Linked DNA regions of Mus musculus: regions 2, 3, 4, 5 and 6 are each linked to region 1. The links are chromatin contacts, called in public HiChIP or PLAC-seq maps. All regions are on one chromosome and are shown on one strand. Each heading gives the region's core, a stretch centred on a gene start, on an enhancer-like site or on the middle of the called end of the contact. The rest is flanking DNA. Distances are from core to core; before and after follow the strand shown.

What was found. HiChIP or PLAC-seq counts read pairs in DNA pulled down with a chosen protein or histone mark.
Region 2: an H3K4me3 HiChIP or PLAC-seq map of pro-B cells shows a contact between it and region 1, with 7 times the contacts expected there. The contact joins the enhancer-like site here to the promoter of Cep152 in region 1. A contact is called at or near these places in 4 of 39 promoter capture datasets (cranial neural crest, embryonic stem cells, hippocampal neurons and 1 more) and 5 of 115 datasets of contacts at active chromatin or transcription factors (bone marrow-derived macrophages, embryonic forebrain, large pre-B cells and 2 more).
Region 3: an H3K27ac HiChIP or PLAC-seq map of embryonic stem cells shows a contact between it and region 1, with 4 times the contacts expected there. The contact joins the promoter of Hdc here to the promoter of Cep152 in region 1. A contact is called at or near these places in 8 of 39 promoter capture datasets (the 3T3-L1 cell line, 3T3-L1-derived adipocytes, HPC-7-derived erythroid cells and 5 more) and 1 of 115 datasets of contacts at active chromatin or transcription factors (embryonic stem cells).
Region 4: a contact with region 1 is called in an H3K27ac HiChIP or PLAC-seq map of large pre-B cells, with 8 times the contacts expected there. The contact joins the enhancer-like site here to the promoter of Cep152 in region 1. A contact is called at or near these places in 6 of 39 promoter capture datasets (the 3T3-L1 cell line, cranial neural crest, frontonasal cranial neural crest and 3 more) and 5 of 115 datasets of contacts at active chromatin or transcription factors (embryonic forebrain, embryonic limb bud, embryonic stem cells and 2 more).
Region 5: an H3K27ac HiChIP or PLAC-seq map of embryonic stem cells shows a contact between it and region 1, with 5 times the contacts expected there. The contact joins the enhancer-like site here to the promoter of Cep152 in region 1. A contact is called at or near these places in 2 of 39 promoter capture datasets (the 3T3-L1 cell line and cranial neural crest), 2 of 484 Hi-C or Micro-C datasets (embryonic fibroblasts and liver), 6 of 115 datasets of contacts at active chromatin or transcription factors (bone marrow-derived macrophages, embryonic forebrain, embryonic stem cells and 3 more) and 1 of 9 other capture datasets (embryonic stem cells).
Region 6: an H3K27ac HiChIP or PLAC-seq map of embryonic stem cells shows a contact between it and region 1, with 5 times the contacts expected there. The contact joins the enhancer-like site here to the promoter of Cep152 in region 1. A contact is called at or near these places in 6 of 39 promoter capture datasets (the 3T3-L1 cell line, the C10 cell line, cranial neural crest and 3 more), 2 of 484 Hi-C or Micro-C datasets (B cells and Th1 cells), 6 of 115 datasets of contacts at active chromatin or transcription factors (embryonic midbrain, embryonic stem cells, neural tube and 2 more) and 1 of 9 other capture datasets (embryonic stem cells).

What each region holds. Positions count from the first base shown.
Region 1 is chr2:125,623,048-125,626,843 of GRCm38.p6, reverse strand. Cep152 (centrosomal protein 152) reads left to right here and starts at 1,731. Exons shown (of 28, transcript NM_001081091.1): 1 at 1,731-1,968.
Region 2 is chr2:126,362,883-126,366,874 of GRCm38.p6, reverse strand. The region is part of intron 20 of Atp8b4 (ATPase, class I, type 8B, member 4); the gene reads left to right. Among named protein-coding and RNA genes, the nearest start is that of Atp8b4, 130 kb to the left of the region's middle. Within about 2 kb of position 2,709, at least 63 of the 459 cell types and tissues checked have an H3K27ac peak or open chromatin away from gene starts, as enhancers often do. A contact at or near this core is called in bone marrow-derived macrophages, where this site is marked.
Region 3 is chr2:126,616,744-126,620,586 of GRCm38.p6, reverse strand. It overlaps Hdc (histidine decarboxylase), which reads left to right and starts at 1,909. Exons shown (of 12, transcript NM_008230.6): 1 at 1,909-2,069. The coding sequence starts at 2,018.
Region 4 is chr2:126,473,646-126,477,596 of GRCm38.p6, reverse strand. The region is part of intron 3 of Atp8b4 (ATPase, class I, type 8B, member 4); the gene reads left to right. Among named protein-coding and RNA genes, the nearest start is that of Atp8b4, 16 kb to the left of the region's middle. Within about 2 kb of position 1,731, at least 99 of the 459 cell types and tissues checked have an H3K27ac peak or open chromatin away from gene starts, as enhancers often do. A contact at or near this core is called in pre-B cells, where this site is marked.
Region 5 is chr2:126,427,627-126,431,100 of GRCm38.p6, reverse strand. The region is part of intron 7 of Atp8b4 (ATPase, class I, type 8B, member 4); the gene reads left to right. Among named protein-coding and RNA genes, the nearest start is that of Atp8b4, 62 kb to the left of the region's middle. Within about 2 kb of position 1,635, at least 18 of the 459 cell types and tissues checked have an H3K27ac peak or open chromatin away from gene starts, as enhancers often do.
Region 6 is chr2:126,521,989-126,525,920 of GRCm38.p6, reverse strand. It overlaps Gm26697 (a long non-coding RNA gene), which reads left to right. Exons shown (of 4, transcript XR_866700.3): 4 at 3,827-3,932. Among named protein-coding and RNA genes, the nearest start is that of Gm26697, 22 kb to the left of the region's middle. Within about 2 kb of position 2,635, at least 13 of the 459 cell types and tissues checked have an H3K27ac peak or open chromatin away from gene starts, as enhancers often do. A contact at or near this core is called in embryonic stem cells and liver, where this site is marked.

The sequences.
Region 1 (3,796 bases), core at 482-2,981:
GAAGAGGAGAAAGAGCCATGCTCTTTGAGTTTGGCTGGTTCACAGGTCAACCACACGGTGGACCAGCAGCAGGATGGGGGAGGGGGAGCTTTAGAGAAAGAGTGAAAAAGCTCAAAGTCCCAGAGAAAACTGACTTGGGCCAGCATCCAAAAGCAACAGCTGGGAAGCAAGAGGAAAAGTTAACACCTGCTGGGCTCAGGACTCACAAAGGCAGGTGGGCCCTGCGGAACTTCGTGGCGGATCCAGACTAAGTACACTAGGGACAGACATCCTGGAAGGAAAAGTACACTATCTCAACACAGAGCAAGTTATCCCCCTATGTCCCCTGCCATTCTCATGCACTATTGCATCGTAGACCTCAGCATGGGGCACTGGACATATCTTTCTCATTAGCCGATACTTGGATCACCTTCGACAAGTGCCATTTCCCCGAAGGCCTTTCATTAGTCTTTTCTTGACCAACATCTTCATTTGCCCATTCCTTCATTTATTCACTAATGAGTTAACACAGTTGTTTTGAGTGCCTAGCATGGGCCATGAAACATGAAGACAAATGCTCAAGTGAATACCCCCAAGACGTTCATATTGTTCTACCAGTGAAGCAGACACACGGTAACAGATCGTAGTAGAAGAGAAATCCATCTTCTCTTGGGGTCGGTATGCACCCTGTGTACAGTGGTAGGGAGATCCAGTTCCACTGAGTGACGTCATGTGTTTCGAGGGCTGAGTGGGTGAGAGGTGGGGCAATTGACTCGAAAAGCAGCCCAGGAGATGGGGTGGGAGGAGGGGAAACAGGAGCCATCCCAGAACTATTGGTAGTGCAGCCTTGTGACTTGGTTCTGTTTCTCTCACTCAAGCTCTTATTCTGTATCAGACCCCTAGCTGAGGGTCAATGTCAGCCGTACAAGGATAGGATGCAGGTGGCAGACTTAGCAAACAGCCAGATTTGGAAGAGCCTTGGACAAGTATCTTACTCCACACGGTACACAGGGGAAAGATTTAAAAAGATGTGGGCATCCAAGTCACCAAGTTCTTGGCATGCACTAGAGCCCTTCTTACCAAAGAAGCCAGAGACAGCAACTGTTCCAGAACTCAGGTCTCGAACATGCCAGGTCCAGCCACCCTCAACAAGCCAATCAAGAGACACACATTAAAATTGAACAGCCAAAGTGATATTTATCCATTGTGTTTGCGATCTCCAAGTTCGATGATATAATGGGATTTAACGACAGGCTAACATCTAAGAACATTCGCGGAAATTCGAGTTTTAGGGAGGAGGCACCTGGGAGCTCCTCCAGTTTTATCAGTAAAGAAACACAAATCTTAACCAGCCAAGTCTGAAGATGATGCCAAATTTAACAACGACCAGGGCTGGCAGTGGCACTTCAGAGAGCAAAAAGGGCCATTGGATGAAACTTAGACGTGTAAGGGGAAAAAAAGGAATGTCCTAGCTAACCTCTGGGAGGGCAAACAGTCCGCCGTATCTAAGCAACCGTAGTCCTCTAGGAGGCTTTTGTGATTGGCTCACTATTTCCCCAATGGAGGCTCCGGGAAGCTTCCCGCCGCCACTGGCGCCCTCTTCGAACAGCCGCGCTCTTGCAACTGCGGGCGACTTCTCAACCGACCTTGTGGGAGGCGGGTTTTCCGCCCCATAGCTCCGCCCAGCCGTCAGGCCCATCGAGCAGCGGCGGCGATTGGAGGAGGCGGCTGCTCGTCGAGTGGCGGGGTTCGCGGGCTAGGGTGTAACCGGGAAGGTGCTCGCGGCTGGAAGTCAGGGCAGCGGGTTGCGGGTTGCGGGAGGTGACTGCGGTCTCCCGGCCAGGCTGGCGGCTGCGGGATCGGGACCCGCGTTCGAGTCTCCTACACCGGGGCTGTGCTTGCTGGCTCCCTTCTCGATCTTCAGCCTGGGCGTCCCATCGGCAGACCTGTGCGCGCCCGTGGTTCTTGGACCCCGGGCCCAGTTCTTTGGTAAGGGCGCTGCGTGAGTACACCCAGTCGAGGGGGCTTCCTGTATTTTGGGGTTACTGTCTTCTGCTCACCTTGGTTTTCCATGCTGCTATCGGTACTACCGAGCTCAAGAGATTGTCATTGCCCCCTCCCTCCGTACTCTTTGTAGTAGGAACAGGATTTGGAAAGTGTCTAAAATAGACTGTTGCGTTCTGGCTGTTTCCACCCTGTAAGAGAAGTTAGTGTGTAAGCTAGTGCGTGCAGTTTTCTAACTCCCAGGGCAATTACATTTAGTCCATCTTGTAGTCATGCATTTTTCAGTGTGATTTAAGCTGAATTTCACTTCGTAGCTTCACAATTCTTGATTGTTTGCATGTAAATAAAGGCTGAAGTTTGAAGCCACAAGCAAAGGATATAAGCCATGCGCTCTGGAAGTGGCCAGAATGCACTTTGGATGGAGCAGGCATCTAGAGGAGGGCGGAGTCCTTATCCGGGAGTTGTAAGGTTTCCCACACCTATGATGTTTTCACCGTTTCATTACTAAAGAAACGGAAGCAGTTACGATTGCACAGCTGCCAGAGCTGAGGATCTTCAGTTCTTAATTGCTTACAGCCATATTACATCCTTTGGGATGCAAACAAACAAACAAACAAACAATTTGGAATGTAAACAAATAAAAAGAGATCTGCCTAAAGACCCTATCTACTCCGGTGGGAGTAGATAATAGTTTCAGCAGTTAAGAGATTGTCAATGCTCTTGCAAGAGGCTGTGAGTTCATTTCTTGCACCCAAATTGTATAGGTCACAACTACGTGTGACTCCGGCTCCAGGGGAATCCTAAGGCCTGTGACCCAATGGATATATTCACTCATAATGATGATGATGATGATAAATATTTTTGGAAAGGAAAATATACACTAAAGTTTGCTCACAAAACAAGTAAATATTTTTCCCTCTATGTGAGGGGGTGGAAGGGGGTGACCAAAAACTACCAGGGACAGTGCTGACAAGTATTGTCAGACAAGTATTGACAAGCTGGGTCAGAGGTGTAAGAGAAGACAGCTGTGCTTCTTGTATTCTTGTAGTGGGGTTAGGAAAAGTTTCCCGGCTAGAGTGAGACTATTAACCAGGGAGCTGTATTTTAGGGAGCACACTGCCCACGTTGATCCCTTGGTTTATGTTTTAAGTGGTCAGCTCTCTGGTCAAGCATAGGAGTAGGCCACTGTTCCTACTAATGGCATAATTTTGCCATATTCACCAAGATACAGTTTTACTATGGCAAATGCACATTGCTATCGATTGTTTTCATGATGATCTGTCAGCACACATCTCACCAGCAATTTATTTATTAAAGCCACAAAAAAACATAGAGTTGTGGCCATTTTCAATGTAGTAGTTGAAGGTAGCACGGTGCTACTTAGAGTACACTTCCTGAATTCTTCATGGACTTAACCTCTGTGTGTGTGTGTGTGTGCGCGCGCGCGCGCGCGCGAGTGGATATTTGTATGGCTCCACCCTGTTAGAGACTGGTATCTGTGGCTGTTCAGTGTTTAGGCCATGCTAGCTGGCGTTGCCCAGGACGTTCCAGACAGCCTCTCACCTGTGCCTCCCCGTCCCGTAGAAGTGTTCCTTACAGATGCCTGGGCTCTCTGTCTGGCCTTAATGTGGTTTCTGAAGATTTGAACTCAGGTCTGCACACTTGCATGGCCACTTGCACTGAGCGATCTCCTGAGCCTGATGAACTCAGACTGTAATAATATTCAATGAACATTTATATTTCTTTCTAAAATGGATTTTTATGCTATTTTCTCATCTTAAGTTGTCATTTTCTTAGAAAAAAATGTTTACTG
Region 2 (3,992 bases), core at 1,460-3,959, 740 kb before region 1:
CTATGCCAGGGTCTAGCAAACACAGAAGTGGATGCTCACAGTCAGCTATTGGATGGAACACAAGGTCCCCAATGGAGGAGCTAGAGAAAGTACCCAAGGATCTAAAGGGATCTGCAACCCTATAGGTGGAACAACTTTATGAACTAACCAGTACCCCCAGAAGCTTGTGTCTCTAGCTGCATAAGTATCACAAGATGACCTAGTTGGCCATCAGTGGAAAGAGAGGCCCATTAGTCTTGCAAACTTTATATGCCCCAGTACAGGGGAAGGCCAGGGCCAAGTACTGGGAGTGGGGGGGTGGGAGGTGGGGGGTAAGGTTTGGGGGACTTTTCGGGTAGCATTGGAAATGGAAATGAAGAAAATACCTAATTAAAAAAAACAATAAAAAAGTGATTTTGCTTTATTAACTTTAGAAGATGGGTGACATATTTAGTTAAAAGTGAGATTATAAAACATGCATAGAATGATATGTTTTGCCAATACACTCACACACACACACACACACACACACACACACACACACACACACACGGCACTATACATGCATCCTCCTAACTACCTTTCAAGCCCTGGGAAGTATATGCCATGGTTCTAAGTAATGGAAAGGCAACCAGCTTCTTCTTTTTTTTCTCTTTCCTTACATAATTACTGAGTAGTAGTATTCATGCAAATTTTTACAATTGATAAAAAAACAACAAACCCTAGCTGGGCAGTGGTGGCGCACGCCTTTAATCCCAGCACTTGGGAGGCAGGGCAGGAGGATTTCTGAGTTCGAGGCCAGCCTGGTCTACAGAGTGAGTTCCAGGTCTACAGATCTACAGAGTGAGTATACAGAGAAACCCTGTCTCGAAAAAAACAAAAACAAAAACAAAAAACCAAAAAAACCCTCAAAACACCCTAAAAACACGTTTTACTTTAATGAGAAGAAAACTATTCAAAGGAAAATAATTACATCTAGGTGTAGCATCTCACACGCCCCGGGGTTACCTTGCTTAGCTGACTGGCTGGCCATGCTTATTCTAACTCAGACTTGGAGGTTCCATCATGTTTTGCATGTACCATGGAAACAATGTATGATAGAAAATTCTGCAGGCAGAGTGAATACCTTTCCAGAATGAATATGCTTCCTATGAAACTCGAGGGGAAAGAGCTCCTAAGGGGAACCATTGTTTGGAGGTCCCCGCTACATTCCCAGTCTTGGCGATTTATATCTAAGCCCACAGCCTTGGGGATTAAAATCATAAATGTGTGCCCTTTCATGTTCTTGTGCTATGTTTTTGAGTTCATGCAAAAAAAATGTGTTGAAAGAGAAGGATCTGAGGGAGGAGCCATTGGATGGACAATATGTACATGCTTGTAGTTAATCCTGTCCAATGTGTTTAGATGTCGTCAACATCGATGAGTAATGTTCATGCCACGCAGCACGCACATAACATAGTTGTTAGCCATTTTTGGACATGTGGAACCCTGATTGAGTTGGTTCCCATTGATGCTTTAGTGTTGGCAGCATGCCCACAGGTTTAAGTTAAGCCCTATGTTGGCCACAGGCCCACAGGTCTACAGTCATCCCTGTGTTAGTCTCATGCCCACAGGTCTACAATTAAGTCCTGCCAGTTTCTGAGGTTATTTCATGGATTCTGTCATTTTAACAGAGCATGTATCTTCTGCTGCAAGGAAAATAGACAATGAGGTTTTGATCAGTCAGACAAGATAACGCATCCAGTGTTTCATTTCTGAGCCACCATGTTTTGTTCTCAGAAAAATTCATTAAATGACCCAGCTGCCTCCAAGTACCCACGCAGAGACACTAGGACTCTATAGCCCCTCTCTAAGCAGTAAAATCTTTAATCACTGGTACCTCTTGTAAATGGCTCTTGGGGCAGGTACTGAAAATTAGCTGTGTGATGTAGGCTGTTTATAAGATATTGGCCAGTTAGGAGTCCTTTCGTGGAGCAGAACATAACACTGACTGTGATATCATAGAGTCATTAATGACAGTAGCGACCAAATAGGTTTGAATGCTCAAGTTCTGTTATCCCGAGTAAACTGTTTTAGTAGGTCAGGTTTCTTCTCATAAATTGTAACACTCTAAAGCATTACATTTTGACTTCTGATGTGCATTTTGGTGCACACAGTTCCCTGTTTTCAGGGGGTTGATCGCTCTCTGAGCCGGTCCCCGATTTCTGATCGACGATAAAGGATCGACGTCTTTAACAGTCTGTGGGGCAATGAACTGGAAGCTTGAACTAAAAAGTTCACTCACTTCCTTTCTTCCTCACTCTCTGAAGGGCGGTGCTGTCTCCTTCATTACTCTCTGGTGGCATATCTTACTCCAACCTAGAGATAGCCTGTGGCTGGCTGTATATGTAAAGCCATTTGTTTTGATAACCAAGAACTAGGAATTTGGAGTCCTGGATCTGCCCCGGACTAATCAAGTGGCCTAAAGTCAGATAGCTAATCTGTCAGAGGCAGACCCAAGTTTCCAAGGAACAAGCAAGCTCAAAGCTCTGGCCTTTTACCAAAGTCCAAATTATTTTCCTTTAAACATAATGTCATAATTTAAATCTATTTCCTAACAGATCTCTTTTACTTCCTGCATCTAGAGTGCCAGGAAAGGACTGAGGAAAATGGCTCATCCCTCGCACCCCCTCTCTCCTTTGCAGGCTGAATGCATGGCTGAGCACAGCGCTCCCTCCCTCCGCTGTAGTGTGTTCAGATGGTATGGGCTGTGAGTGCTCTAGTCAACTCAACCCTGCCTATGGTTCTGCATTACAGCATTGTACTAAACTGCCCTCATTACAAAGCCTAGAAGGCAGAGCCCTTCTTTTCACATCTGTTTGTATTCTGAGGTCCAGTAGAATGTCGGATGCCCACACACTGTCCATCTTCACCGAAAGGTACTATGTGTAGCTTTCTTCCTTCCTGATGAATTGCATTTGCAAGAACCAGCTTGTGTTTGGAGAGCTGAGTTCCAGGAAGTAAGAGAAAGGACAGCTATGAACACCCACCCAGGTCTTACAGTGCACTCATTCCAGTCTGGCAGGGAGTGAAGGCCTTGGAGGGTGGGGGGAGCATTAGCAATTTTAGCAGAGCATAAAAATTGTTCTTTTTCTGCCTGGAAAGGGACTTGTGTCACATGTTAGGGAGACATTGTTGGGGAAAGCTCCTAAATAAGTAGAATTTCAGCCAGTGTGTTCATGAACTTCACCCTCCCTTGGAATGTTTTCGTTTTGCAAGGGGGAAATAGAGGTTGAGTCATTTACACAGCAAATGGGAGCCTCACCAAACAGGAAACCCTGGGAGATGTTTTTTTTTTGCTTCAGTGCCTTCTCAAAGCCCAGTTTATGAGATCTGCAGTGCCGTCAGAGACACACATTCATGTCTGGTATCATTTCTCCCATTCATCAGATGGCGCTGCCAGTTTTCATGACCATGATGAGCGTTCATTGGGTTGCTTATCTACCGAGGACATTGGAGCCTTCTGCTTGCAACAGTAATCCTCTGTGCCTGCTCTGTCTCCTTCCCCACAGTGCATTTCAAACAGCCTTCTAACCTTACACATCCTTTTGTTTGTTTCTGCAAACTGCCTGCTAACTGTCTGATATCATCCTTGGAACCAAGGCTGAGTGACAAGTCTAAGTGCAGGCACGATTTTGGTCCCGGACAGCAGAGGGCAGTGTTGAGCCAGGAAACAAGGTGACCTGCCTTTGCTTCTGGGTCTGCTTTTGTAGTTCATACATAAACTCTTGGTGATGCATTTTTATATGCATCACTGTATGTTAAATAACTCAAAAGCTGAAGGCATAATGCTTGTTTTAATATGACCATTCTCTCCCATCAGAGGATCTTCAGCATAAACTCATTGTAATAAATGCTTTCCACACTGGGCAGGACATCAAGAAGACAGTTCATTTTGCCATAAGTCGAAACATCTGCTAACCTATTCTTCACTTTCTGTTTTCTTCTGGAATTCATCTATACATGTAGTGGTA
Region 3 (3,843 bases), core at 660-3,159, 990 kb before region 1:
AAGCAACTTTTCTTTCCCTTCTGCTCCCCTCCCCTCTCCTCTTCCTTCCCCTCCCTCCCTTTCTCTCCCCTCCCTCCCCTTCCTTTCTCTTCCTTCCCTTCCCCCCCTCCCTCCTTCCCTACCTCCCACCTTTCTGTTTTTTGATTTTGTTTTGAGGCAGGGTTTCTCGGTGTAGCCGGGCTGTCCTGGGATTCACTTACACTGTAGACCAGGTTGGCCCCGAACTCAGAGATCTGCCTGCCTCAGCCTCCCAAGTCCTGGGAATTAAGTCAAGTGCCGCCGCCACCTGGCTCCTCTTCCCTTTCTTACGTGTGAAGTTTCTCCTATATACCATTCAAGCCCTGGCATATACCACCTGACCTCTGATTCAATCAATCCAATTATGACACTGAGTGGAGTTAGAGTCCAGACTGTGAGTTCAGCCTCTTTAGTCGGCTCCAACTTCAGCCACAGGTTCCCAGTAAGGAGTTTGCTACCTGTGCTTGCTACTATGTCTTTGTGGATTCCCACATCTTTCTTGGGTTTGATTAATTTGCTGGCGTGGCTCACAGAATTATAGCAAACATGATTACTTTTGATCGAGACAGATGTGATGACAGTTGGGTGAAGGGTGACACTTGGGGTGTGGAGCTGCCTTCTTTGGGTGCTTATCCTTCAGGTAGCCCTGCAAACATTTCAAATCTGCTCCAGAGGTACTTTTAAAAAAGGGAGATGGGAACTGGGGACCAAAGGCAAGGCCTCGGGCGGGCGTGCTAGGTGAGCGGTTTGCCACTGAGCCCCACCCTTGTTTAACCTTTAGCTCTTTCTCCCATTCTTCCCCCTGACCACCCCCCATGAAGTCTGTTGTGTAAGTACAGGTAATGCTTTAGACACTGTTTTTCTCAGATTGTGTTCAAGCTCTTGGGTGCAGGCATCCGCAGTCCAGAGCCTCTGAGGAACAAAGGGACCTCGATATAAAGAACAAAAAGCTCTTGGTATTCGGGAAAACTCCGAAGGATTTTTGTTGTTTTGTGGCAGTGTTGGGGTTCAGGACAAACACACCACCCCAGAATATGATTTCAGGAGAAACTGCCATCCCCGCCCCCACTAGTACGCTTCCTTTGTGTTATCTCGAGAAGCCCTGGACGTAGGAGGAGTTCTCAAAAGCTGTTCTTTCGTAAGAGATGGTCAGGAAGAAACGTTGATTAGGAAAAGTACTCGACTCAGGAAGAGGAGGGGTACAGATAACTGCTGTCACCAGAAAGATTTCCATCTGACAAAGTGGCAATTCTTCCCCCTTACGAATGTGTGTCCCGCACTCTGCTGCACCCAGGCTCCGCTCTGTTCTCCAGCTCTGCTTGCTGTAGAAGCGTCCATCCACTAAAGGGACTTCCAGATTTATTGGCACTGAACAGGTTTTTCCTCCGTTAGCTTAAACAGTAGTCGAGGCAAAGAACCCAGAACAAGTGCTATGTAGTAATGGATAAAAAGAATCCTTCATATCCTGTTGTTGATCTGTCCTGAGCTCAGCCTGGCTAGCTATGGGCTTCTCTGAGCCGGCTCTGCCCTCACCTCATAGAGAAGCCAGGGCAGGAGCAACTCCACCCTCTGTGCTACTTATTGTGAATGCCCTTGGCCTATTTCTGGCCTCTGAGCTAGGAGCTTTATTCAAGGCTGGGGCTCTATGGTCTGAATGCAGGGGCAGGGATGATAGAGGGCTCTTTTACCTTGTCTATCCAGAGCTGCTTGTAGGCTTGGGAGGCTAGGTGCCCCAACTGGTCTAAAAACACCATGTTCTCTGATTCTGTTGATCAAAGTTCAAATCAGAAAGGACGGGGACAAGAGAGGCTGAAATTAAGCCTGAAGGAAGGGACTTTATGGGGGCGGGGCTAAAGGAGGGGAATAGGGAACTCCTTAAATAAGAGATGCACTGGCTGCCAGGGAGTGCACAGCACAGACAAAGGCGACCAAGAAGCCCTGTTGACAGCTGCCTTCCAGCCTCCTCTGTCTGTCTGCCAGGAGGAGCAATCCAAGGGAGATGATGGAGCCCTGTGAATACCGTGAATACCGTGAATACTACCGAGCTAGAGGTGAGTGACAGGGTGGGTCTTCCCTGCTGTTGGAGGCAGGTGAGTGTTTGAGTTGCCTTGGGAGAGCCGGTTTGGCTTCAGTGGTGTTTCTCCTGAATTCTTGAACAGGATGTAGATCAGAGTTTTAACAGGTCCCTCATTCCCTGCCTCTCATGTGCCTACTTCTGTGATTGCTGCCTGTGTCTTGCATTTTGTTTCCTTCTACCTGCCCACAAAATAAACTATCTGTATTTGTGATCCACTCAATTGCCTTATGAAATAGGAAAAAAAAAAAAAAGACTTAAGCATTTGATAGCCCAAACTCTCTTAATATTCATTTCTCTGTGTAAAGTAGTTTATTCTTTTAGTGTTCATGTTTAAACGTTCGCCAAGTGCCCACTTGTATACCAGCTTGCAGGGAAAGCAAAGCCAGGTACCCTGTTTTCAGGCCTGGCTGTCCACAGGTAGGGAAGTGCTTAAAGGGGATTTGTAGGAAGATGAGGATGCATCCAACAAAGTGACTTGTGACATGATGAGTTTGGTTCTGCTTCTTCTGTTTAGTACGCATTAACTGAAATACACATCAACTTAAAATAAAGGTTCTTTTAGAAGCCTATGTGACAACAGAGAACTTTGAATGTCTTTGTAATTTTGTAATAGTCTCATCTCCACTAGAGGGGCCACAGTGTATGAAACTTCTTGGCTGTAAGTTAATATCTATCCTGCTTTAAATCTCTTTTCTCTCTTCTCCCCTATCAACCTTTGTAGGCAGACGCGTATTAGCGTATCATGTGGCTTTTCAACAGTGCACTTAGCTGAGAGTGTGGGTTCCTATCCTGCAGTGGGACACATTTTCCTATGAGACTGTCTGGGGATGAGTGCCAGCTCTCTCATGTCTACTGGGCACCACTCAGTGCTGGGTGCCCAAGGCTGTGGTGGGCTGAAGGAGTCAAGCTCTCTGGTGCCTCAGTTTGTCTAGGCCCAGTTCTGTGTGTAGGGACTTTGCAGAAGCTGAGGTAGAGGGAATAAATCAGGCTCCTTTTCTTCTCTGCTCCTTTGCTCCTTTGCAGGGAGAAGGGGAATGGGAAGGGTTTCTGGTTGCTCATAGTAGGTGCACATCTAGAGGGTGGGAGGCCATGAGAGAGAGCCCCTCTGAAGGGTCAAAGAACAACTGGCCTGCAGTGGCTTCACATGACTGCTTCCCTTTCTGACTAGTCTTCATTCTTTTGGTGCATCTATTTGAGTGTGGAAGCCGTGTGACAAGCCCTGAGTGCCAGCAGCAGGGAGCGGTGGGGCTCAGGTCTCTTGGGGTCCAGGTTGGTCACAAGCTCTTGGTTGGGCTCTTAGTTGTACTTTAAGTATGTCCCACGTACCTCAGAAATTTGTGTGTGTGTGTGTGTGTGTGTAAACTTATACTTTTCATCACACTCAGAAGATGTTGCCAATAGCCGGGCACGGTGACGCCTTTAATCCCAGCAGGTGGATTTCTGAGTTCGAGGCCAGCCTGGTCTACAAAGTGAGTGCCAGGACAGCCAGGGCTATACAGAGAAGCCCTGTCTCAAAAAACCAAAAAAAAAAAAAAAAAAAAAAAAAAAAAAAAAAAAAAGAAGAAGAAGAAGAAGAAGAAGATGTTGCCAAGTACCATAAAGGCAAGCGAGTGCTGATTTAATGGGTCTCATAAGATGTTTTCTCCTTTTAGGAGAACTGGATGTGGCAGCTTTCATCTCTGCTGACAAAGAACAGTGTGTGTGTGTGTGTGTGTGTGTGTGTGTGTGTGTGTGTGTGTGTGAATGTT
Region 4 (3,951 bases), core at 482-2,981, 850 kb before region 1:
CTGCTTAACACTCACGGTGCTTCCCAACTAAAGGCTGTGGACCTGCACATATTACTAAACTACCATACTCACACATGTGATCTCCTGACAGCAAGTACTTTCGTCGTCTTGTTTTATGTGAGAAGACATCGAGGTACGGAATAGTCCATGTCAGTGACCTTCTCAAACGTACATAGAACAAATCTGTTGGTACTGCTGTGAGGTGATTAGCATATATTTCAGTCTTCCAGAGCATCCACTCAGATGAAGGAAATGGAGCAGTGTCTACTAACCCATCGCAACCAAGAAATTTGATGGTGGGAAGGCTGAGACTGCATAAGGCTGGTTTCCACAGTCTATGATTTTGTGTATGATTAATATGTCTTTCTTTTGAAAAGTCCTAGAAAACAAACAAACAAACAGAAAAACAAGTGTAATAAAACAAAACAAAAATCAACCTCTCTCCCCAACCAAACTTGCCCATTCTCCACCTCCTCCCTTCCTGTCATGGACCCCGTGGAAACTGGTGATTTGTTTTTATTTTATTTTATTAAAAAGTAAGGCTAACTATTTCATTTTTATTTCAATTCAGGCTCTGATAATGTTAATGTTGGCAAGTTAAAAACTTGTTTTTGGAAGGTGCTGGGAATTGAAGTTGGGACTGGGCTTATGCTAGGCAGTACTCTACTACTGAGCTATGGCCACAAGTGACCTTATTTTTGTACTCTAAAGATGAAGAAAGGTAGAGAACTATAGATTTTTCAAAACAAGTCCATACAATGTGCCTGTGTTTCTCTGAGACCAATTAGCTCAGGAATAAAATGTCTTGTGGATATATAGATGATTTATTGTACTTTTAAAATAGAGATAAAAATAAATTCTAAGTTCAGTATTCCTAGAGTGCCTGCTCTCCACCTAGCAACATGGACATTTGCTGCTTTACTTTACAAAGAAGATCTGAGACAGTGTCCAAACTGAACACAAAGCTCAAAGGGATTAGGAATATGTGAGGATATGGGTGCTGGCTTCTTAAATGACTGCAAAACACATGTGCAAGGGAGCTGTTGGCTTATGATAGCGGTGTGTTCTAGGCCAGTGGGATTATCCAGCAAGGGAGTACAGAGTCTGCTTCCCAACTTCAAGGAGCGCATACATCTACACAGAAAGAGAAGACCAGCACACCAGAATAAGCCAATAGTGAGAATGGAGAGGAGAGGCTAAATTCTAATTGTGTTATGGGGTCTATTACATCAGGGAGAGGAGAACGCAATGTTAGCGAACATTTTGGAGGAAGTTTTGATAGAGTAAATGGGAAATGATCTCAGTCTCATGTGCTTATTTGGACTCTCAGTGTTGGGAAGGACAACACTGAGCAAGGGTCAAGTGTGCCATGTGAAGTCACTGCAGTCCAGGCAGGCGAGATGAAGCTGCGTGAAGAAGAGTGTCACGCTGGGCATGTGATGCACGCCCATTGTTCCAGACCTCTAGGGCTGAGGCAGAATTTCTGCAAAGGCAAGGCAGGCCCTGTAGTTTGTATATGGGTGACAGACTCCTAGTAGCTGGGGAGCCACCAAATAAAATAGAGTTATTCGTGGCCTACAGATTAAATAAACTGCAGCTTAGTGCTGAGCAGAACCCTGGTGTGGCAAGAGTTGTAGATTTAGAACTTTGTTGTACTTAGGAGGAGATGTGCGATATTGAAAGAAAAGGGGAAGTTGTGGTGATGGCTGGCTGTGCAGCGAGGGGCAGACACTTGGGGCTGATGAGACAGAAGGAAGGAGGGAGCCTGCGGAGGGGAGGGGAGCAATGACTGAGGAGAACAGGGAAGAGTAAGGTGGAAGTTTAGGGAAGGGAGCAGCTCAGGAAATGGGTGGCTAATTGGTTCTAAAGGTGGGCTCCAAGGGGACTGAGAGCTACGGGGAAACCCTGTTGATCACGACCAGCTGGAAGACCTTAAGAAAGTGATTTTAATCTTCCTCCTCTTTGACAATCCATCAGGCTATACATGGCATGCAAAATATTATTTCCAAATTATGGTGCCTTACTTTCAAACTCATCACTGACCTTAGGATATATTCTATATTACCCAGCCATAGACTGTCATTGTCTAGCAGTGTCCTCTACATCTTAGGAATGTAGGAAACTTTGTATGAGGTCAGACTTTAAACATGGAGGTGCAACTTTACAGGATTAGATGCACAGATTACTATAAACTTGGCATGTTAAATGCCAACAAATGTTAACAACATTGCAATGAATATAAAATCATACAAACCTTATATACACAGGAAGTATCACAGGCTCGATTCACTGCATGATAAGATTGGAGAGGTTCTGATGGTCAACATCATGCACCTAGCGTGTAGTTGCTGTACTAAACACAAACTTGGTTGCATTGGTAAAGATCTTGAAGGCAAACATGCAACGGTCACATTCTTCCAACTATCTAGCACATCTCTCAAAGAACACATAATAACACAGAAAAATCATTCTTCAACCCTCCTAATGCTGTGACCCTTTAATACAACTCCTCATATTATGGTGACCTCCAACTGCAAAATTATTTTTGTTGCCTCTTCATAACTGTAGTTTTGCTACTGTTACGAATCATAATGCAAATATCTGTGTTTTCAGATGGTCTTAGGTGACCACTGTGAAAGGGTTGTTTGACCTCCCAAAGGGGTCTCTACCTACAGGTCAAGAACTACTGATGTAGAGGTTCATAGTCTAATTGAACTTTGTGACCTGGTCCAAGACTCTGACAGAACTTGACCAGTGCAGTTAAGTCACACCTGTAGGGAATGCTACTCTTATGATTAGCAACTACATTTGGGTTCTACTTGCTCAAGACTGCCTCAGCAGCCACTGCAATGTGTCCCGTATAAAGAAGATATCTGGTTCCTCCCACGGATAGTCATTGGGAAGTTGTACCCAGGGACTGTATTGAATTGTGATAATGCAGCAGGATGATATTGTGTGGGTTGGGAGACATCCTGCTGTGTTAGCCATGAATCACCCCTTTTGTAAAGTAATGTTTTTGACTTTAAGTTACTTCACTTTATACGTCCAAGTGTCAATGTAGAAGGGTTCCTGTCATTGTTGTGACTGGATAAATAAATACCCGAAAGAAACAACCTAAGAAAAGAAAGCTTTCTTTTGGGCCATAGTTTTAGAAATCTTAAAATATTTTCTGTGAGATAATATACAGTTGGAATTAGAAGAATTAGGATAGGTGATCCCCGATGGTAGGATTTCAGAGTCCTGTTAGAGGTTGGCTGCTTCCGGATGGATTTCAGTTAAGACTTAACAACTGAAAAGACGCAAGAGGAAGAAAGGTAACCGCCCCAGTGAAGAGAACCACAAATTCAGTTTTCTTTGTAGTCACTGCCCTTATGAAACAGGGCAAAACCATCATGTGAAAAAAGTGGGGCAACTTAGCAACAATTTTGAAGCTAACGGGAAAACCACTCTCTCCAACCGTCACCAAGTGGTTTTTCATCATGTTTTGCAGTTTTATCAGCTCAAACAATATGGTTCTATGATCAGATTGCTAAAATCACAGTAACTGTCATATCTTATATTTTGTAGGTTGAAGATCAATCAAAATATTCATGCAAAAATCTGGTATCTAATTCAGTATCTAATCAGTAACTAATTAGGAAACCAATGCTTAGATTTTGTTGTATTGTTCATGTGACTATGTTTCTTCTTTGTAAATATTTATGATAAAATATTTTGAAATATGTTTAAGTAGTGGAATGGTTAAACCAAGTGCATTCACATATACCTTGTTTATTATACATACTGGTTTGTGGAGAGAACCGCTGAAAATATACTTCTAAAAAGTTGTCATTTTTGTTTTTTGAGACAAGATCTTACTGTGTAGCTCAGATTGGCCTGGAACTCACTATGGAGACTAGGTTGGTCTGAAATTCACAACAATCCTCTTGTCTTAGCTTTCTAGTACTGAGC
Region 5 (3,474 bases), core at 386-2,885, 800 kb before region 1:
GATCTGAACTCAGGTCCTCATGGTTGCAATGCCAGAATTCCTAGGCACTGTTCTTAGACTCTTGTTTTATTTTCAATCATTTTTTTAATTGAAAAATTTGATCACAAAAGCCAAGCAAAACAAAATGATATAACCAGTGCTTAGTGAATGATTTTTCAACATACCCTTGCTTGGTCTGAAATTTTAAAGTTTGAGTTAGTATGTTATCTGTAATCACACCCCCTTTCACTTATGACTTCATTGTGAGCTTTGACCCATGATACACTAGTTTTTAGAATTGGTATGTTGTTCTGAGAGTAAGGATAATGTGCATGACAGCCAAGACGAAGAGCTCTGCAGTCTAGAAAGTCCTGGGAGCTCCCAAAGCGATGCTCACAATCGCCCCACAAATGCATCTTTCCCTCTGTTATGGCTCTGGTATCCCAGCACTCACACACCTGGATGTTCTGAACAGCAGCAGACAAAACAGACATACCGAGCAAAGCATGTCTGAGAAACATTTCTGTTTCTCACAGATGTCATCCTAGAACCCAGGGGCCACCACAGCAGAGTACTAGTCTTGATCAGGGCGGTGGCATTTTTCTAGTCCCACAACTTAATCCTGGAGCATTTTCAAGGATGATGCCAACACTCTAGTCTCAGGCTCTTCAAGTGGGTTGTTGACACTCACCATGACCTCTGATGGCCTCTGCTGGATATAGGGGAGTCCCTTTCCCTTTTCCCTCACAGATTTGCATAGGCAATGAATTGATTAAGTTATGAGAGTGTTTTTTATAAGTTCTTAAGAAATTTCATGGCTGTGGATTGATACTATTCCTCAGTGTTTTCTTTTCTTCTTTAACTTAACGAACATTTACACCCAATGAACCCTGGAGACAATGTATTTGGCTCTGAGGCCTCAAAGATATCCAGTAGATTATTCTCAAGTTTCTTCGGATGGGAATACTGCCTTTAAGCTTCCACTGGGTATCTGCTCGGGTTTTTCTCTTGCCCAGGAAGGCTGGGGGAAAGGTGTTTGTGTTGGAGCATGCTGCATGCTGCTTCCTATGTGGAGTCATAGCTGAATCCTTCCACCAATAACTGATAAAAGAAAAGACTAGGGGATAATGGAAGGTGGCGTTGGCCTGGTCCAGCTAGGCATCTGGACAATCACACTTTCTCTCCCTGTTGTATGTCTCTGCTATGGCCTCTCGGTAGTTTGCTCACACTACTAGCCCACCACCTCTGACAAAAGCTTGACCAAGGACTAGCAAGGCTATTGCTATAATTCTTTGCCCGTTCCCTTTCAGGATTATTGCAGAGTGCCTTAGAAAGTCTAACTCTAACTGTGTGCTAGATGCCTTTCACAACTTACTCTGCTGGATGGACACCATCAATCTTGTTCTCCCACACACACTCTTTAATGATAACTAAAAAAAGCCTCCAAGGAAGATGTTAGCAGTAGGGAAGAGAAGAGGGTGTGAGTGAGGAGAGGAATGGTCAGCGATATCAAAGGTGACATGAGAGGGTTTAGGAAGAGGTAGGAGGGTAGGTTTCCAGGGAGACAGAGTAGGGAAAGTTAGACAGGAGGGTTAAGGTACTCCCGTGTTCCAGTCTAAGTTGGGTGAGTGCTGGTTAAGAGACCTTAGCCACTAGGTGGCAGTGGAACCTTAGTCGCTTGTCTGAGGTTGAGGTGGCTCTGCCCCTGGTTTACTGCAGAGGAAGCATTAAACACAGCCAGATTCAATATTGAACAGTGACATTGCATTACCATCTACACAGAGCTCTGAGGAAAAGCTACACCAGATACCAACAGGCATCTTTATCCATGCACCATAAAGAGTTCTAATTATGCATTATTACAATAAGGAATTTTAGCTTGTGTTTAAAGTTATCTTTCTATCCTTAAGATGATAGCCGTAGCTCCAAAGGGCATTCACCTTTACCGCTAGCATGCCGTCTGCCAGGACATGGTGAAACTGGAACATATGACCGGAGATCAAGGCGAATCTACCCCCCAGCACAGATTCTTTTTTTTTTTTTGGGTCAGGATTAGGTGAGCGTTAGTGTAAGAGTGGGCCCCAGATGGACATATTCTCTGAGGGGGTTTGCATGGAACACACCGAGGGGCTCACAAAGCAGTTTCTGCCTTGACTGGCTTCTGTGGTGATTCCTTCAGAGCTGAGAGAGTCACCAGGATGCAGGGGCGTTTGTTCCTCTGGGAGCTATCATGGAGCCTTCATTTAAACAACTCTCATTGTCCCCCCCGCCCCCCGTTTTTGATAATTTAAACAACCCAGACAATTAACTGAGTGGGTTGATTTTGAACTTAAAATCTAAGACTTGAAGATAAAGCCATTATAATGTCTTTCTAAATAAAAGATTTTAGAGACTTGGACTGTCAACCTTTCAGATACACGTAGAGGTTTGTTAGGCTAAAGTTTCATAAGTTGCTGAAACTTAGGTCAGTTCTTTTTAGATGAATCCTCCAGAATTACATTTATTTTTAAATAAGAATTTTAATTTGAGAAAAAAACAAAACCAGCCAGAATTCTAAAAGTGAACTGTGATGTATTTTCTTCCTCCCCCTTTTGACATCTTTAGATGTTTTATTCAGTAAAATGTAGCAGAATTTTGGATCTTATTTTAGTATTTTTTGGAGTCTAACTGGGACATATTACCTTCAAAACTTGGTTTTATAGCACTGGTCACCACTGCTCTTTTTTTGTTTTGTTTTGTTTTCCCAATATAACATTTCTATTGATTCCCTGGAAATTTCACATCACGCACACTGATCAAACTCATTTCTCAGTCCTTCCACCCTTATGATCTCCCTTCAGGGAGGTAAAATAAAAAAAGTAAAAATAAAAATGAATAGAACCCCCTTAAGCCCAATTTGCGTTATCTGTGAACTCACTGGAGCATGGTCAAACTGTGACACCTGCCTCTCAAATAGGACTGAGCCCTTCCCGGCCGCACTCACGCCAGCCGTCAGCTGTGGAGAGTTATGCTTCAATGTCACCATCCACTTGCAAGAGTTCATTTTGGTGGCTTCCTGTCTAGGAGATGGCTCAGTCATTAAAGCCTAGGCTCACAACCAAAACTGGGTTGAAGTCTTTTCTAAAGCGTCATTTTCCAGAGCACCCTCTGCGCTCTTTGAGTGGGCCCCACTTTCTCTTGTCTCTCTCGTGTTTTACTCTTTCCCATTGCTGTGTGGGCCCCGCTTTCTCTCGTGTTTTACTCTTCCATCGCTTCCTCATCTCTTCGCCTTGCGTCCATGTTGCTCTTGTTTACTTTCATTTCTTCTTTTCTTTGGTTTTCCTTCTGTTTTATCCGCGCGTTCTCACCCTCTTGACTCCTTTCCTGCTTTAAGCGGCTCAGACACCAGCACACAAGGAGGGTTAATTCGCTCATTTATTGGAAAATGATCTCTGTTTTTCATAAGAAATTATTAAATCCAGAAAAATAGAATTCATATATGACTTTCGAAACTGG
Region 6 (3,932 bases), core at 1,386-3,885, 900 kb before region 1:
CCCTGAGTGGCCCCGAGTCCCCAAGCTTGAACTGGTCTGAATACCTTTCCCTTAAGAACTAGCTTTTAAGCTACCAGAAGGCACCATGCAAGTTTCCAAAGAAGAAAAGCAACCAAAAGTCCTAATGGAGCTCTGATGCCTCTGAACCACATCAACTACAAGCATAGCACAATACCCACGAGGACGCAGTCATGGCGTGAGTGCCTTGGCAGGCAGCAACAGCTCTCCAGTTGGACTTAAAGACTGCTCAACAAGAGGAAAGTCATGCCTGACACTAGCAACCTTGCCAGCAACCCAGATCATGGATCCTGGAGGAGAGCCTGCAACCACACTTTACCAAACCAGCACGGTTCCTAACTACACTTTAAATATTTGTCCTTACATCCACAGGGAACTGTACTCCCCACTCCTCTTCAAGGGAACTTCTCTTTCAAGATCATCACAGAAAACCACAGCCAATCAAGATGCAGCCACGGCTCCGTAAATGGAAGAGCAGAAAGATTATAAGAGCCGGAAGTGCAGGGAATTTGCTCTGTCACTGTTTTCTAGGAATGTTAGAAACTACACTTGTGACTTCTCACCAATATGACGGTCCTAACCTGAGCTGAACAAGGACAACAGCAATAGACATGCTAATGTGGTTTGCTGGGAAGACCAGAGGCCTCGATACTATGCCAAGGACTACAGACTTGCCATAGAATGCTGAGAATGGGAAAAGCGGTCTTCCACAGGGAAGAGCACACCAATTGTTATTCAATCAAAGGAAAACATACATACTAGTAGCATTATACAGACTGAGCAGGGTGTAGTTAGGTATTTAGGAGTATACATGTATATTACATGTATATACACATATGCAACAATGTGTAGCAACAATGAATGATAAAAGAGGCCATGGATTTGAATGAGAGCAAGAGGGATGTATGGGGGCGGAGCTAGAGGCGGGAAGGGAAAGGGGGAAGTAATGTAGTTATACTATAATCTCTAAAAAGGGAAACAATTAAAATTATAAGTTGCTATAGGGAAAAATAGGCTAGGGATCTAAACAGAGTTTTTCCAAAGAAAATATAAAGATCACTAAGAAGGACCTCAAAAAATGTTGAACACCTTTAGCAATTAGGGAATTTCAAACTCAAACAACTTTGAGATTTTATCTCACCCCAGATAGCACAACTGACAGGAAATGCTGCCCAGGTGAGGGGAAGAGGACCTGGCATTCACTGTTGTGCAAACACAAACACAAACACAAACACTCTGAAAGTCAGTATGGAGAATCCTAAAAAAAATGAAAAACAAATCTGTTGTGGGAAATACTTAAAAAAAAAAACAACCAAACAACCAAACGGCCCATCTTGAGCTATACCCAGCTACTCTCTGCCTGCGGTCTCTCTGCCTCTAGGCTAGCCCCATGGGGCAGTCTGGTCTTCCCAGCTCCAGTTCTGGTTCAGTTCACTTACCTCAGAACTGCTTGTACCTTCTCAGCCATCCACCCCCTGCAGCTAGTTGTCACAAGTCCCCTTAACCCAGTAAATCAAAACTCTATGTCCTCATAATTAATCAGTCAGCTTTATATATATCAATAAATTCTCAATCCACAAGATGCCCACACAATAATTTCAGAGACAATTGATAATGATACAAGCTGCCCCCCTAGATTAGACAAGTTATCCCAATTATTCTACCCTTTTATGATACTCATAGCTACCTGTGGCTGTTTAAAGCTACGCGGAATCTGGATTGTCTTCCTCTCCCTCCATCTTCCTTCCTTTTCATACCTGTCCCCTTTCTGTTGCTAAAAATCCTTACCTGCCTTCTTTTTCCACTGCCCAATCACAGGCTTCTTGTTGTATATTTAAATTAATTGGGGGAAAATTCTGCTATGCAAATCTACTGTATGACCAGTATATGCCCAAAGGATTCAGCATGCTAGTCCACAGACACTTGCTTAGCCATGTTCACTGCTGCTCTGTGCACACTAGCTGGAGGATGGGAACAATCTGCATGCCTGTCGTCATGGATGGGAGTGAAAATGTGGTAACATACACAATGGTATACTATTCCTTCTACAGAAAAAGGAAATCTTGAAACTTGCCGCAGACCCTCTGGGTCTCTTTGCCTGCGTGGATCCTCTGGGGCAGGTGGGCAAAGCATCAGAGAGTGACAGACAGACCAACACTTGAGATTGTGTAGAATCTGAATGTATTGTGTCAGGTCGAGCATTAAACTTTTTATACCAAAGAAATAACAAGAAACCAGGCAAAATACAATCCACCAACTTACAGTGACGCAATACTAAAGGAATGTATACATCAAAAGAAGGTGGGGACCAGGCTGCTGTCGCAAAAGAAGGAAGCCAGGTGTAAACTAGTCTATTGTTAATCCCACCACCAGGGGTTCTGCACTAACAGACCTTATCATGAATATTGCAATACCCCAACACCCTATTTCCTGGGTCTACAGAAGAATATGCCAACTTGCTTTTAATGTGAAACTCACTATACCTAGCTGTAGAGAAGATCTCTGTCTCAGTGGGATTCCCTAGCTCTATTATTCCCTTGTTTGGGTGACAATTGCTACTGTCCTTGGTAAATATTTTGCAGACCAGTTCTGAGCTACTGGCTCTGTCTTTTGTAATGCTTAATTAGTAACTGAATAGGTAACTTCCTTTCTGGACCTTGGAACAATGGGGAGACGTAACTATAACAGAATTTAATCTTAAAAGGCATTTATAATAAAATATTAAAAGAGAGCTCATAGATCCATACACCAGACAACGTGGGAATAGGGTATGAGTATGTGGGTAAATGATAATGCCAAAACTCCAGGAGGTGAGTTTCTGTGAAACTCTTTGCCTCTTGAGTGGCTTTTAGGCTTCTCAGCCTGTCAAGCGGACTTCACTGGAGTGTGTGTGTGGCAGAAACTTTCAGGTAAATGGACAGACCCAGAAAAGACTATATTGACCCAGAAAGTCACATGTTCCCACTCTCCCGTGCTCCCAGTCCTCAGACATGAATGCAACACAGAATAATCACAGAGACTGGGGAAGTATAAAGGGAGCGCGTGGGAGTATGAGGGACAACAGACTATAGGGGATATGAAGGGGATATGGAAAATCGGGACAGGGGTGCCAATGGGGGCCACTACAGAAGAAGGAGGAGGAAAAGGCGGCATGCTTTACGCTGTAGTTGTTTGATAACGCCCCAAGGACTCATATTTTTTTATGTGCACCTAAATCATAGATATTTAAATGAAGTTATGCTACTTGGGTTGACAGTGTTCATCACAAGAACCATAGAATAACAACCCCCTCCCCCGTACCCTCTTTTAAGATATGCACAGGACTCCCAAAACAATACAGATTATCAGTGATGCCTCCAGGGCCTGAGGGTAGGCCTTTACTGCTGAAGACGTTAGTTACATCCGTAGGACATAGGACAAGCATGCTTTGAGCTGGATCTAACTGAAAGCCTCCTTCCTGTAACCTGGCTTGCATAGCACCAGAAGTTCTTTTGTGAGCGGCCAAGGGAAGGAAACAATTAGTCCTACCACCCCGCCGTGATGATGCGGAAGGAGCCTGGAAAATAGCCAGCATGACAAGCTAGGTATAAGGGAGCAATAAGGGCACTCACACGTTGGTGGCAACCAACAGCTGCCTAATAGGACTTTATGCCGACTTGACAGGAAGGAAATCATGTCTGGTACTGGAACTAGGCCAGGTTCCTGGGGCTAGTGAGGTCACGGACTTTAGAAGAGAATCTAGTACCACCAGTTTACTAGACCAGCATAATTCCTAACTATGTTTTAAATGTTATCTTTGTGCCCACAGATAAGCGCCTTCCAATCCTATTCAAAGAAGCTTCTCTTTACACCAATGCGGACCGTTACAGAGCACCACAGCTGGACATAAGAGGGAGACAATGGTTCCCGGGAAC